2 separate regions of the Sus scrofa genome follow, and region 2 is linked to region 1. Evidence: chromatin contacts called from public Hi-C data. All regions are on one chromosome and are shown on one strand. Each heading gives the region's core, a stretch centred on a gene start, on an enhancer-like site or on the middle of the called end of the contact. The rest is flanking DNA. Distances are from core to core; before and after follow the strand shown.

Region 1 (6,098 bases), core at 208-2,707:
GGTTTACACAAAATCATTATATAATGAGCTGGCGAGGCTGGGTATGTTCTACAGTAACCTGTTTGGAATCACAGGATGCAGTTGTCAGAGTAGAGCATGCGCAGAAACCCGGCTACTTTTTTTTTTTTTTTTTTCCTCTTGAGCTCAAGGCAAGAGGTAACTGTCGGTCAAACCCTGCTGAGCCCTGCTGACTTCAAATAGAGGATGCTAAAAATGAAATAAAAGCAAGGGATGGGGGCAAAAACCGATGTGTACACTGTGGGGTGACAGCTCATGGAAAGTAACTAGCAGGATAGTAAATACACAGACAAATGAGAGAAGAGGGATGGATAGGGAGGGTGAGAGGGGTTGGAATATGGAATACTTTCTGTTTGTACTTTAGATGACCTGAAATCAGTCCAGAAGTACCTAACTGCACTGTGGGCGTGCTAGGCATAAAAATGAAAGGCTCTAGAACGCGTGAGACGAGGGTTAGTTTGCTTTTTTCTAATGTGAGTTTATAGAGCTGTTTTAAAGGAGCAAGAGGAGAGTCTTAACCATTCACATGAAGAGCACTTGCAGTGACTGTGCCCAGCAGCGAATTCAGCTGCAGCCGGTGGTCCCTTTACGGAGCTGGCGCCCTTGGGGAGAGTGAGATGCGCACCTCTGCCCCCACCCTGGTCTCTCCCCAGGATGCAGAAATGTGGCTGGAGTGTCCAGGCTGGACCCTCATCCGCGTCCGCTGCTCCCTCCAGAGCAGGTCCTGGAGAGGCTTTCCCCTGACAAAGGGGCAGCACAGGCTCTGGCTTCCCGGATCACCTCCTTCTTTTGTTCCCCCAGACCGTGCCGGAGCTCCAGAGAGTAAAGGAAGAAGCGCCCGCTCCCCAGGCTCTGGCTGTGCGCGCCGGCAGAGGGATCGGACCCCCTTTCCTTCTGGCCCAGGCTGCCGCCCATCCCCAGTACCCTCGGGGTTCCAGGCCCGAGGCCCCTCACCGGGAGGCGGACGAGGTCAAGGCTATTTCTCCAATGTGGGGACTGCCGGTCTTCTCCCTCCCTCTCTTGCGCCCCCCTCCCCCGCCCCCCGCCTTCTCCCCCGTCCTAGGCTGCAAGGAGCATCTTGAAGCGCCAGGTGGCCAGGACAGGGGGCGATGGGAATCGGGCGCCTCCCCCGGGGCTCGGAGGCAAGTGTCAGGATGCGGGTGCGGGTCTTTGTGCGTTTCTTATTCTCCTAGAGAACAGAACCAAGCTCCGGGGGCGAGGGATGCGCTCACTCACCATGGCGGTGCCGACCGAGAAAGCGGCCATCAGACAGGCCATGCCCCGGGGCGGAGGCGGCGGCGGCAGCGGCGGGGACGAGGCTGCAGGCGACGAGGACCGGCGGAGGGCACGAGGTTGCGCTCGCCCCAGGGTCGGCTGCTGAGCCCAGCGCGGGATCCGGCTCCAGCTCTGCTGCTGCCAGGGCCGGGCCCCGCCCACGACCCGCCCGCGCCGGCCCCGCCCACGACCCGCCCTCTACCCGCCCACGACCCGCGATTGGCCAGCTCTCGCGGGCGGGGCGGAGCCGGCAGGTGCGCGTGCTCTTGTTTTGCTCCTGCGGGGGCGCGGCTGGCCCAGCCTCTCCTGCCTGAGCCCCGTGCCCCGGAGTTTGGAAACTCGCGAGGGTCGGGCCAGCGGCGACAGTCAGCGGGGGTCCCCCGCCAGGACCGTCACCTCCAAGCCTGCCGTGCTGTGCCTCGTGGGACCAGGGGAGGCCTCTGGGGAGGGAGAGTGGAAGGCAAGGGAACTTCTGCTTTCTTTCTTCGTTGTTGGGCCCCTCTCTGCCAGGAGGAGCGTGAGAACCAAAGAAGGACGGTCGCTCCGACGCCGGCAGTACAGCTCCACATCGAGGCTAGCCCCCCACAGGCAACGCACTCATTCATGCCACACTGAGGCTGTGTGCCAGACACAGAGCTGGGTAACAAAGGGGAGCTTAGGAAGATACCCAGGCGTATGTCCTCCCGTGGCTCTCACCTCTGCGGCCCAACAAAAAAAGAAAAGGCTTTTTCTTTTTTCTTTTCTTTCTTCTTATTTTTTCTTTTTTCCTGTAGATGTGGTGTTTCCAGTACTTGGCCCAGAGCTGTGCTCACGTAACTGCATAAGGAATGACACTTTGGGCACCCTCTCCCTTGGCCCCAAACAGGAATATCAGATGGCCTGGCATCTGCTAAAACACCTATTATATGTAAGTGGGACCACTTCCTGGTAACCATGGTGATAAGACATTCCTTACTCGCAAACAGAGGCTAATGTTTTTATTCAGCAGTTTGCAGGTGGGGCCCGCAGGGAAGAATGCAACTCTCCTTACCTCCAGCACACCTGGTTTGTTCCTCCTCGCAGCCTCTGAGATGAGCAAAGCCCCCGTCTTTCTCCTCATCCAGAAAGGGAGCATGACTTCTCATGCCAGGCAGATGAGCTTCCCACCCCAGGGCTGACGACCATAGCCAAATTCTCCCCTAAACCAAAGGAGAGAGAGGAGGTAGAACATGTGAGTTCAAGGGCAAGACGGCCCAGCTTTGGTCTGCAGGGTTTCACGTGAAGAGTCCCTGCATCACCTCCATTCTATTGTTAGGAAATAGGACTGGAGTATTTCCAGGTGCCACTCTCTGCATGCTGGGCCCACGAGGGGCGTAGTGCCTTAAACGTGCTGAACAGCAAACTCTGAATGTTATCAAAAGAGGATTCAAATCCACAAACCTGCAGTGACCCTCCAGTGGGAGGCACTTCCTGTCTCAATAGGCTGCCCGTACCTGCCTTAAGTAGTTGTGGCTGGCAGGCGATCCCTGAGTGAGATCCCTGTGTTCCACAGTCCACAGCATCCGTGAGCCCCATCTCTGCACGTGAGGCTGCGAGCTATTCCATCATGGCGCCATATTTCTCTTCAGGCCTTCGTTCCCCTGAACCAAACATTCCTGGTCCCTCTGACATCACTGTGGACAAGATGCCCCTTCATCCTGCTCATCTTTCTCTGCGTGGGTTCCGTGTTCTCCATGTCCCCTGTGACACATGGGGTCCATCACTGAACGCCTGGTCAGGGTCTTCCCTCCCCTCGCTGACGAGCACCTGCTCCCTGGCTCTGCTCCAGTCATCGGTAAGGACATGCTTTCCCTGCCGCAGAACCTGCTACCTGGTATCCTGGGGCAAGCGGGTGGATGGACTCAACCAGCAGCTGACTATATTCACTTTCCTTGGACTTCGGTAGTTTCACTTGCCTGGTTGGCACTGTAGCCCCCAAATTCCATTTTAAAGAGTGTCCAATTTATTTCTGCTAAGCATCAAGCCCCTGAGGCTGGGAAATGGCCTCGGGTGCAAGGATTCTGCTCTTAATGGCGGAGGAGGGGGCTGGGGTACAGGTGGCCTTGTGGCAAGCCTGTGGATTGACCCAGGTGTACTTGTACAGGGAGCTGGCCACAAGGGTGTGAGGCTGGCTTGCCATCTCGTATCGCCTGCCCCTGGAGGATCCGTCCAGAGAAACTTCGGGGACACCCCATGGCTTCCTGGCCACCACGCTCCCCGCCGGCTGGGAAGAAATCTTAGGGATGCAGTCGTCTTTGCATCTGGGTGATCTGGCTTTGAACAGTTTGACCTCGACCCTTTTTTGACCACAGGGTGGTCAGCTCTGAATTAACCTGAGTGTTCCCTGCTGGGCTGACTCTTCTGCTCAATGGCAGAGCTGCACAAACCCGAAGTCCATTTTCCTTCCAAGACCTACAATTTCAGTCATGCTTTTGGCATAGGCTCAGAAATTCCTGCTCTGCTGGGATCTGCTCTCAAGGCTGGGAAGCCGGGGTGGACGGGAGACAGGAAGCCCAGCCCTCAAGTGTGGTCAGACAGTCATGGGGGAGACGTTCTTCTCTAAATTGGATGTGTTTTCAACTGGTTCTGTGGGCTTAACATATTTTAGAAATAATGGTTTGCCTAAGTTAGAGGAATTCTTGCTAGTAGTTTAAGGGAGAGCGGCCAGTGGCAAACTGGTGACGTCTGGGCCTCCTGGTCTACCTCGGTCCTGCTCTTTTGCAGTCAGCCCTTCAGGTGTCCCACCCTAAGGACCAGATACCTGCAATTGCATTCTCCCCAGACTGCCTCATCACCAGTGCTCTGCCTTCTTGGAATCTGCGCATCACGTAATTAATTTACTATGGATTGTGCTTACTGCCCAGCACTGCCCTCCAGAACGTACGCTCCATGAGGGCAGGAATGCCATCCCCTGATGGATCCCCGGCCCTGGCAACAGTCCCTGGAAAAGGATTTTGTCCAGGCTCATCAGCTATTCAGTCGAGACGTCCCACCCCCGTCCCTCTGGCTCCCTACCCCAGCTGTCTCCAGCGTGCCCCAGTGTGGAAACAGGCCTGCCTTGCCAGGTCCACCAGGCAAACATCTCCCTTGCCGTTTCCCAGAGGAAAACAAAAACAACAGAAGGCTGGTCCCCCTGCCCTTGGCCCAGCTCCCCTCTCACCACATGGACCCCTGCCCAGCAGCATTATGAGGGCTTATGGGATTTCTATCCTTAAAGCCTCAATCAAACTTGATCTCGGAGGGACGGTGTAGGGAGGTATTTGTTTGCTTTCTTACTTTTTACAACCCAAAGCTCTGACTCTGAAAGTAAACATTTTCAGCCAAATAAAAGCAGAATCCAAGTGTTCCCACCATGGTGCAGTGGGTTAAGAATCTAACTGCAGTGGCTCAGGATCCTGCCAAGATACAGGTTCCATCCCTGGCCTGGGAACTTTCATATCCCATAGGTGCAGCTATAAAAAAATAAAAAATAAGGAGTTCCCATTGTGGCTTAGCGGAGACAAACCCCACTGGGATCCATGAGGATGCGGGTTCAACCCCTGAACTTGCTCCGTGGGTTAAGGATCCAGCATTGCCCTGAGCTGTGGTGAGGGCCGCAGACATGTCTCCGATGCCGAGTTTCTGTGGCCATTGGGTAGGCTGGCGGCTGCAGCTCTGATTTGACCTCTAGCCTGGGAACGTCCATATGCCTTTTGTGCAGCCCTAAAAAGACAAAAAAAAAAAAAAAAAGAAAAAGAAAGGAAGAATCTGAAGCCACAAGAGCCAGTAGGAAAGAGGAGGGGCTTGTCCCCTCCCCAGGCTGACAGTGGGGGGTGCTGGGTGGAGCTCCTGGGAGGCAGGGAGGGTGGGGAGGAGCCCTGCCCCAGGGGTATCCCCAGGCCGCACAGCAAGTACTCACTGGGGCACCCCTGTGAGATCCTTGCCCTCGGCCAGGGCAGACCTGCTTTCAGGTCACAGCTCCTGCCTTTCCGGCTTCTCTGATCCTGCAGAGAATTAGCGGCTGTTGGGCCCTTTCTACCTCTGTTCCCAGGGAAGTCATTGCCTCCACTTTTAAAAAGGAACAGAGAGAGAATGAGAAAGAGATAGAGAGGAGGTGGGAGGGAGGGAAGAGGAAGGAAAGGGAAGCAGGAGGGAGGAGGAGAGAAAGCAAGAAACTTAAGAGGCAGGAATAGGTGTAGAGAAGCCCAGGGCTGGGCCCTTGATGGGAAAGTGTGGGAAGGGGTGCAGATGAGCAGACGCAGAGACAGAGCTGGTTCGAGGGTGACAGCCGAGGCTAAGCCACACACCACATGGGGATTCTCTGTAAATTGGTGTCTTTTAAAGAAACAGAGTCTTCTGATCCAGCAGTCCCACTCTTGGGAGTATATCAAGACAAAATTCTAATTCAAAAAATTACATGCACCCCTGTGTTCATAGCCGCGCTATTCGCAGTAGCCAAAACATGGGAACAACCTAATGTCTATCAACAGAGGAATGGATTAAGAAGATGTGGTACATATATACAGTGGAATACTATTCAGCCATAAAAAGAATGAAATAATGCCATTTGTGGCAACATGACTGGACTTAGATATTGTCATACTAAATGAAGTAAGTCGGAAAAAGACAAGTACCATATAATATCACTTACATGTGGAATCTAATAAAAATGATATGAATGAACTTATTTACAAAACGGGAACAGACTCGCAGACATAGAGAACAGACTTGCCAAGGGGAGGGTGCGGGAGTGGGATGGACTGGGAGTTTGGGGTTAGAGATGCAAATGATTACATTTAGAATAGATA
Region 2 (6,275 bases), core at 1,556-4,055, 530 kb before region 1:
ATGAAAATGCGTTACGGAACATTTTATGAGATGTAAGCCCTGATTAGAATGGAAGCTTAATTTGCTTTCAAGCCTGGCAGTGCCCGGCTGCCCCTTTGTAGGAGCTCTGGGGTCTTGGTATTGTTATCCCACCCAGCACAGAAACTGCCAATTCACCCGCATGCCTGAAAAGTGCCCTAGAGCATGAGACTGGCCTTTCACTGTGCCCGCCAGCTTAGCTGAATAAGAAATGATGTTTGGAGCAGACTTATTTCCTGCTGCCTCTGGTTGCTGCCCAGCATCAAGCCCTCCTTGAAGCTGCTGGGCAGGGATCTCCGTGAGACTCTCCTGCTTTGCTTCCTGCCCTGCCCCCCCCCACCCCAAACCTCTGTGTTCTCTGTTCTGTGAATCACGGACTCTCGTCCATCTTCTGCCTCTATGAAAGCCCCTTTTACCTCGTGGCCTTTATGGGAGCCTAGCTTTCCCCAAGCATTCTGCTTTGTCAGCAGCAGCCACCTTTCAAGTTTGCGTGTAAATTCATCCGTGAATCAAAGCGGAGGTGGGGTCTGGGTCCGCAGTCTTCTGGTTTCCCAAGCCTCAAACCCATCGCGATTCCTTTACTCTTAAGCAAAAATAACTAATTCTTCACAACAGTCCATTAGTTGCTCCATTTATTTACTTAGCAAATATTGATCGAACACTGACTTCATGCCAGGTTTTGTGCTGCAATCTGGGCCGTTGGTGACCGGCCAACTTAGGCATCAGTTCCTGCCTTCGTGGCATTTGCAGCCTGAGACAGACATTAAACAAATTATCACGGTGCTGTGGATGCAAACAATGGAGAATCAGTAAAGGCTTCCTCAATGACTCTGCTGGGATGACGCTGGGAATAAACCAGGGACACTAAAGAGATAGGGTGTGGGGAGAGCATTTCAAGCAGAAAGAACAGCGTGTGGTAAGGTCCTGTGGTTAGTCGGAACACGGTGCCAGTGACCTGGAAGGGTGGTCATGAGAATGGGCCTCGCCTGGGAGGGAATGAGGCTGTGGAATCGATAGGAGTCAGACCACATGGAGTCTCAGAGTGGAAGAGCAGGATTTGGTCTCTGGACGGACAACAACGAGAAGCTTTTGTTCATGCTAAGCAGGGGAATGAAATGACTAGAACCGTGTCCTGAAAATACCTCTTGGGCTTTAGTGTGCAAAACGGATCTGAGGGGGACACAGGGGCAGATGTGAGACCAGCAAGTGGCAGGATTGCTGTGGCCACAGAAGCCATGGAAATGGAGTGAAGGGGCTTCCAGAAGGATTTAAGTGGTTAGAAGAACAATGTGGGATGAGGGGGCTGTGAGTCCTGAGAGATTCCCCCCAACTGGGATCGGGTGATGCACTCCATGAGCACAAGAACACTGGGAAAGAGCCCCATTTTGGGTTGAAAAATGGCAGTTCATAGCCTTTGTGGTTTTTTTTTTTTTTTTTTTTATCTTTTATCTTTTTAGGGCCGCATCTGTGGCATACGGAGGTTCCCAGGCTCTGGGTCAATCGGAGCTGTTGCTGCCAGCATACACCACAGCCATAGCAACACCAGATCCGAGCCGCCTCTGCGACCTACACCACAGCTCACGATTGCCGGATCCTTAACCCACTGAGCAAGGCCTGGGATCGAACCCCCAGCCTCATGGTTCCTAGTCAGATTCGCTGCCGCTGTGCCACAACAGGAACTCCAAACTCCACCTTTGTGTTTAAGGCATGTTTAGCTTATCGCCTTCCAGGGACCTCTGCCTTGAGCTATGAAGTGGCGTCTGGCACTTGCCATCAGACTCTACTTGGGTTAAATGAGCCACTGCAGCTGCCGGCCCACAACACCCCGAGCAGAGCTCAGGGTGGACAGAGGAGTGAGGCCCCCTGTTCTCTGGGAAAACTGGAAGGACAGGCTTTCAGATAGGTATTTTTAGGAGACGATTTTACGTGCCCAATTCTTGCATCTCCCCCATCAGAAAAACACGAAAATCCTTCATGGTGATGTCTGTTCCTGGTGACTGGTAGTGACCTTCAGGAGATCAGCCACAAACTTTTTTTTTTTTTTTGAGTGGCATATGGAGGTTCCCAGGCTAGGGGTTGAATCGGAGCTGTAGCCACCGGCCTACACCAGAGCCACAGCAACGCGGGATCCAAGCCGCATCTGCAACCTACGCCACAGCTCACGGCAACGCCGGATCCTTAACCCACTGAGCAAGAGCAGGGACCGAACCCGCAACCTCATGGTTCCTAGTCGGATTTGTTAACCACTGCGCCACAACGGGAACTCCATCCACAAACTTTTTTAAGATGTGTGTGCGGCAGTCTTTCAGCCCAGTCTGAATACCACCCAAGTATTCAAGGTCCTCTGTGAACGCAGTCACCTCCAAGGGTGAGAGCCGAGGAATCCACAGGATACTGGCCCCAAGAGCGGGAGGTGCATATCAAAGGAAGGATTTCAGTGAGCCCAGGCCTCTTTTGTTCCGACTTCCTGCTCTTTGCTTAAACCTCCCCTGAGCTGGTTCTCAGGGCTACCCGAGATGCTGTCTCTCCTGCTTAAGTCCTAATTTTCCCCCAAATAAAAACTTAATTCTCGGGAGTTTCCATTGTGGCTCAGTGGTTAATGAACCGGACTAGCATCCATAAGGACTTGGGTTCAATCCCTGTCCTCACGCTGTGGGTTAAGGATCCAGCGTTGCCGTGGGCTGTGTGTGGGTCCACGAGGCAGCTCAGATCCTGCTGCTGTGGTGGAGGCCAGCAGCTTCAACTCCGATTCAACCCCTGGCCTGGGAACCTCCATACGCCGTGGGTGTGGCCCTAACAGAAAAAAAAACAAAACAAAACCCAAAACACTTCTTTCTCAACTGTGAGGTTGCGGACTTTCTTTGTGGACAGAGTCCTCCTCAGACCCCTCCATGCTGGACCTGGACACGAGCTCAGACCCTCCCGTTTCTTGGAGGAGTATTTATTAAAAACCAAGTAGGTTCGAGGCCGGTCAAGTCAACCAGCCCGAGAAAGATCCAGACCCGGCCCCACCCAGGCCGGAGGAAGAGCGGAAACTAAACAAGCAGGTGCACTTCACCGGGACAAATTCGAACAAAACCCCCCAAGGCCGCGAGAGACGCCCTCTTAGAATCCGAAGGGCAAGAGGGCCTGTCTGCGCATGCCCGGAGGCGGCGCGTCCCACCGCGTCACCGCGCGGCGGCTGCGCGTGACGTCACTCCCCAGCGCCGGCAGGAAGAGGCCCCGGGCGCGCACGTGGGTGGCGGAGAGGCCAGAGAAATGGCGAGTTCCGTAGGGCTGGCGCTGTGCGGGGAAGCGCTGGTGGTGCGAGGCGGCAGCCGGTTGCTGGCCACCTCCACTTCGAGCAGGTGAGGGGGTCGAGGCCTGGAGCAGAAGCCCAGGCTGCGGTCGCGCGTTGGGGCCTTGAGGTCCCGGCTCTCCCGCGCCGCCTTGGGGTGACTCGGCGGAGCCCCACCGCTGCCTGCGAGCTCTTCGCACCCTTCTCGCACGACCCGCGCAGGGCGCCCCTTGCCGTCTCAGTGGTGGTTCTGCGCAGCTCTTTGCCTGGTCAGCGCCGGACACTTCCGGGCTCCGCGGGCACGGATCACGTGGGGGCGACGCGGGCGGGGCTGGGCCAGTGAGGGACCCGGAGGACGCCGGTCAGATCATCTCTGGCTGGTGGGGAGGAAGGCAGCCCTTGGCCTCCCTTAGGGAGAAGGGTTTGCTTTCCGGGAACGTGTTGGGCGCACTCCTTTCTAGCCTCCGTCTCCTTGCGGTCCTCCCTGTTCCCTCATCCCCGCCCACATCCATGGACCCCGCCCTATGCCACCCTTGAGTGGCTCTGCACAAAGTCCTCCTTCTGCTTTTCTCATTTCACGGAGCTTCTCTATTGTCCTCGGGATTTTTTAGTCAGTACGTTTGTTGATCGAAGAGTCCTGACTTAGGAGCCTCATTTTTATTAATAGTGGTTCCTTTCGGTTCCTTTCTTCTTTCCACGGTAGTTTCGAGTCTCTCAAACTTGAAACAGACGAGGTGTTTGTCAAATGTAAATGTACCCTCTGTGTTCGTTGCTCAACGTTTGGTTTTAGAGCAATTCGATGTTAAGTTCACATTTCACAAATTTATTCGCAAACCTGTTGTTTGTCCCAGGTTTTTTTGTTTCAGAGCCTCGTGGTATCTAACACCTGCCACATAGAGGTGTGGATCAAGTAGACTCTGCCTGTTTCCGTCCATACCTCTTGAGATGTGGTGGCAGACGGCCGGCAGAGTTCCTGCTTCTCTTCTTGCACCACAGTGTTCCACGTGAAAACAGTTCCGCCGCAGCCACTTTAAAGGCTGTACATTGGTGCAGGACGTCTTCTCCGTGCCAGGCCCTGGAGGGGGAGCCCAGGGTCCATTAGGGAACATGGGTAGCTTTTATGAGTGGTTGCTTGGCAACCATGGAAGCTTTTCCGAGGTATTTTTTCCCATACAAATAATGGCAGTTTTAAACTTGGGTGCAAAAGACCTACTGAAAATTCATTGACATCAGAACATGATTTCTCTTCACATTCCACCTTGTACTGATTTTTCTAGTACATGATATTTCCTGTTGGGTTTTTGTCCTCATTGATGATACTTAACTGATTTGTATGGATGGAGCATGCTAGTTCTGTGTGGCAAATAGAAACATAGCAGGTTAAGCAAATAAAACTCCTTAACTGTTTCCTGAAACATGCAGAGACAATTTCTTGAGGATAAGGCCCTGAGTGAATGTGCAGATATCGTTTTGATCCAGCCCCCCTCCCCAAAAAAAGGAATGAGAATTTTTTTTTTTTGGTTGTCTCCTTAGGGCTTCACCCTTGGCATATGGAGGTTCCCAGGCTAGGGGTCTAATTGGAGCTGTAGCTGCCGGCCTACACCACAGCCACAGCAATGCCAGATCTGAGCCACGTCTGCAACCTACACCACAGCTCACGGCGGTGCCGGATCCTTATCCCACTGAGCAAGGCCAGGGATCAAACCTGCAACCTCATGGTTCCTAGTTGGATTCATTTTCTCTGCACCATGATGGGATCTCCAGGAATGAGCATTTTTGTTAACCAAGTGCTTCTTTTAAAATATGTCTGTTATTTTTCCTTAGTGATGGTGACAGCCTTTTCACATATGACTGCAGTACTGCACAAAAGAAGACACAAGAACAAGAGCAAAAAGGGTGAGGTGATGCAGCAGCCTCTTCGGGGCCAGTTCATGGTTTGCATGATGGGACTGTACAGTCTAAGAAGTTAAATCGTTGTCTCGTTGGCTGAATTCTTCACTTCTGTTTTCTGGTTGTGCCTAAACGAGGTACCAACTCAGGAGTGAGATGTGGAACTAACTTTCAACTTCGTTCGCACTTCTCATTTGTTTGTGTCTTTTTAGGGCTGCCCCTGCAGCATATGAAAGTTCCTGGGCCAGGGGTCGAATTGGCACTGCAGATGTGGGACTGCGCCACAGCTACGGCACCGCTGGATCGGAGCCACATCTGTGACCTAAGCTGCAGCTCACAGCAATGCCAGATCCTTAACCCGCTGAGCAAGGCCAGGCCTTGAACCTGCATCCTTATGGACACGGTGTTGGGCTCTTAACCCACTGAGCCACAACAAGAACTCCCAAGAATGTTAGCACTTTTTAAAAGACTTTAGGGAGCCCTGGTGGCTCTGCAGGTTAAGGGTCTAGTGTCATTACTGCCGCAGCCTGGGTTGCTGCTGTGGCGTGGGCTTGATCCCTGGCCTGGGGAACTTCCATATGCTGTGGGCCAAAAAATTAGCTTTGTCTCTTAAAGAGTCGCGTGGTCTTCAACCTCTCCGTATCCCCTGGACATGTTTCACCTTCTGGCCACACGAACCTCCTCACCCGTTGTACCCGTGCTCTCTTTACACATGCGCACGGCTAGCCCGCGGGTGCACCTCCCTCTCCGGAGGGCCTGACTCTCCGATGCTGTTTTTCAGGGAGGACGGACAGCCCGGGGATAAAGGGAGTGACACGATCCTGGCGTCCACCTTCTCCAAGTCTGGCAGCTATTTTGCTTTAACCGATGACAGTAAGCGTCTGATTCTTTTCCGTACAAAACCATGGCAATGTCTGAGTGTCAGGTATGAGATGCTAACGCTGAACGCTTTCGCGGTTGAATGCACACCTTAGCCTTGCATGCCAATAACCGTAGTGACAGGACCCGTGACGCAGGCGACTAACACGTAGCCGGGCGGCTCCCGGTGCTTGATGTGTGTTACCTGGTTGCATTCTTAGGTCGGGGCTGT

What was found. A called contact is a pair of places that touch in the nucleus more often than the background predicts.
Region 2: a contact with region 1 is called in a Hi-C map of liver, with 4 times the contacts expected there. The contact joins the promoter of WDR4 here to the promoter of ABCG1 in region 1.

The regions. Positions count from the first base shown.
Region 1 is chr13:205,557,256-205,563,353 of Sscrofa11.1, reverse strand. ABCG1 (ATP-binding cassette sub-family G member 1) reads right to left here and starts at 1,457. Exons shown (of 15, transcript XM_021071021.1): 1 at 1,255-1,457. The coding sequence starts at 1,296.
Region 2 is chr13:206,091,243-206,097,517 of Sscrofa11.1, reverse strand. WDR4 (tRNA (guanine-N(7)-)-methyltransferase non-catalytic subunit WDR4) reads left to right here and starts at 2,805. Exons shown (of 11, transcript XM_005654080.3): 1 at 2,805-3,365; 2 at 5,120-5,191; 3 at 5,967-6,058.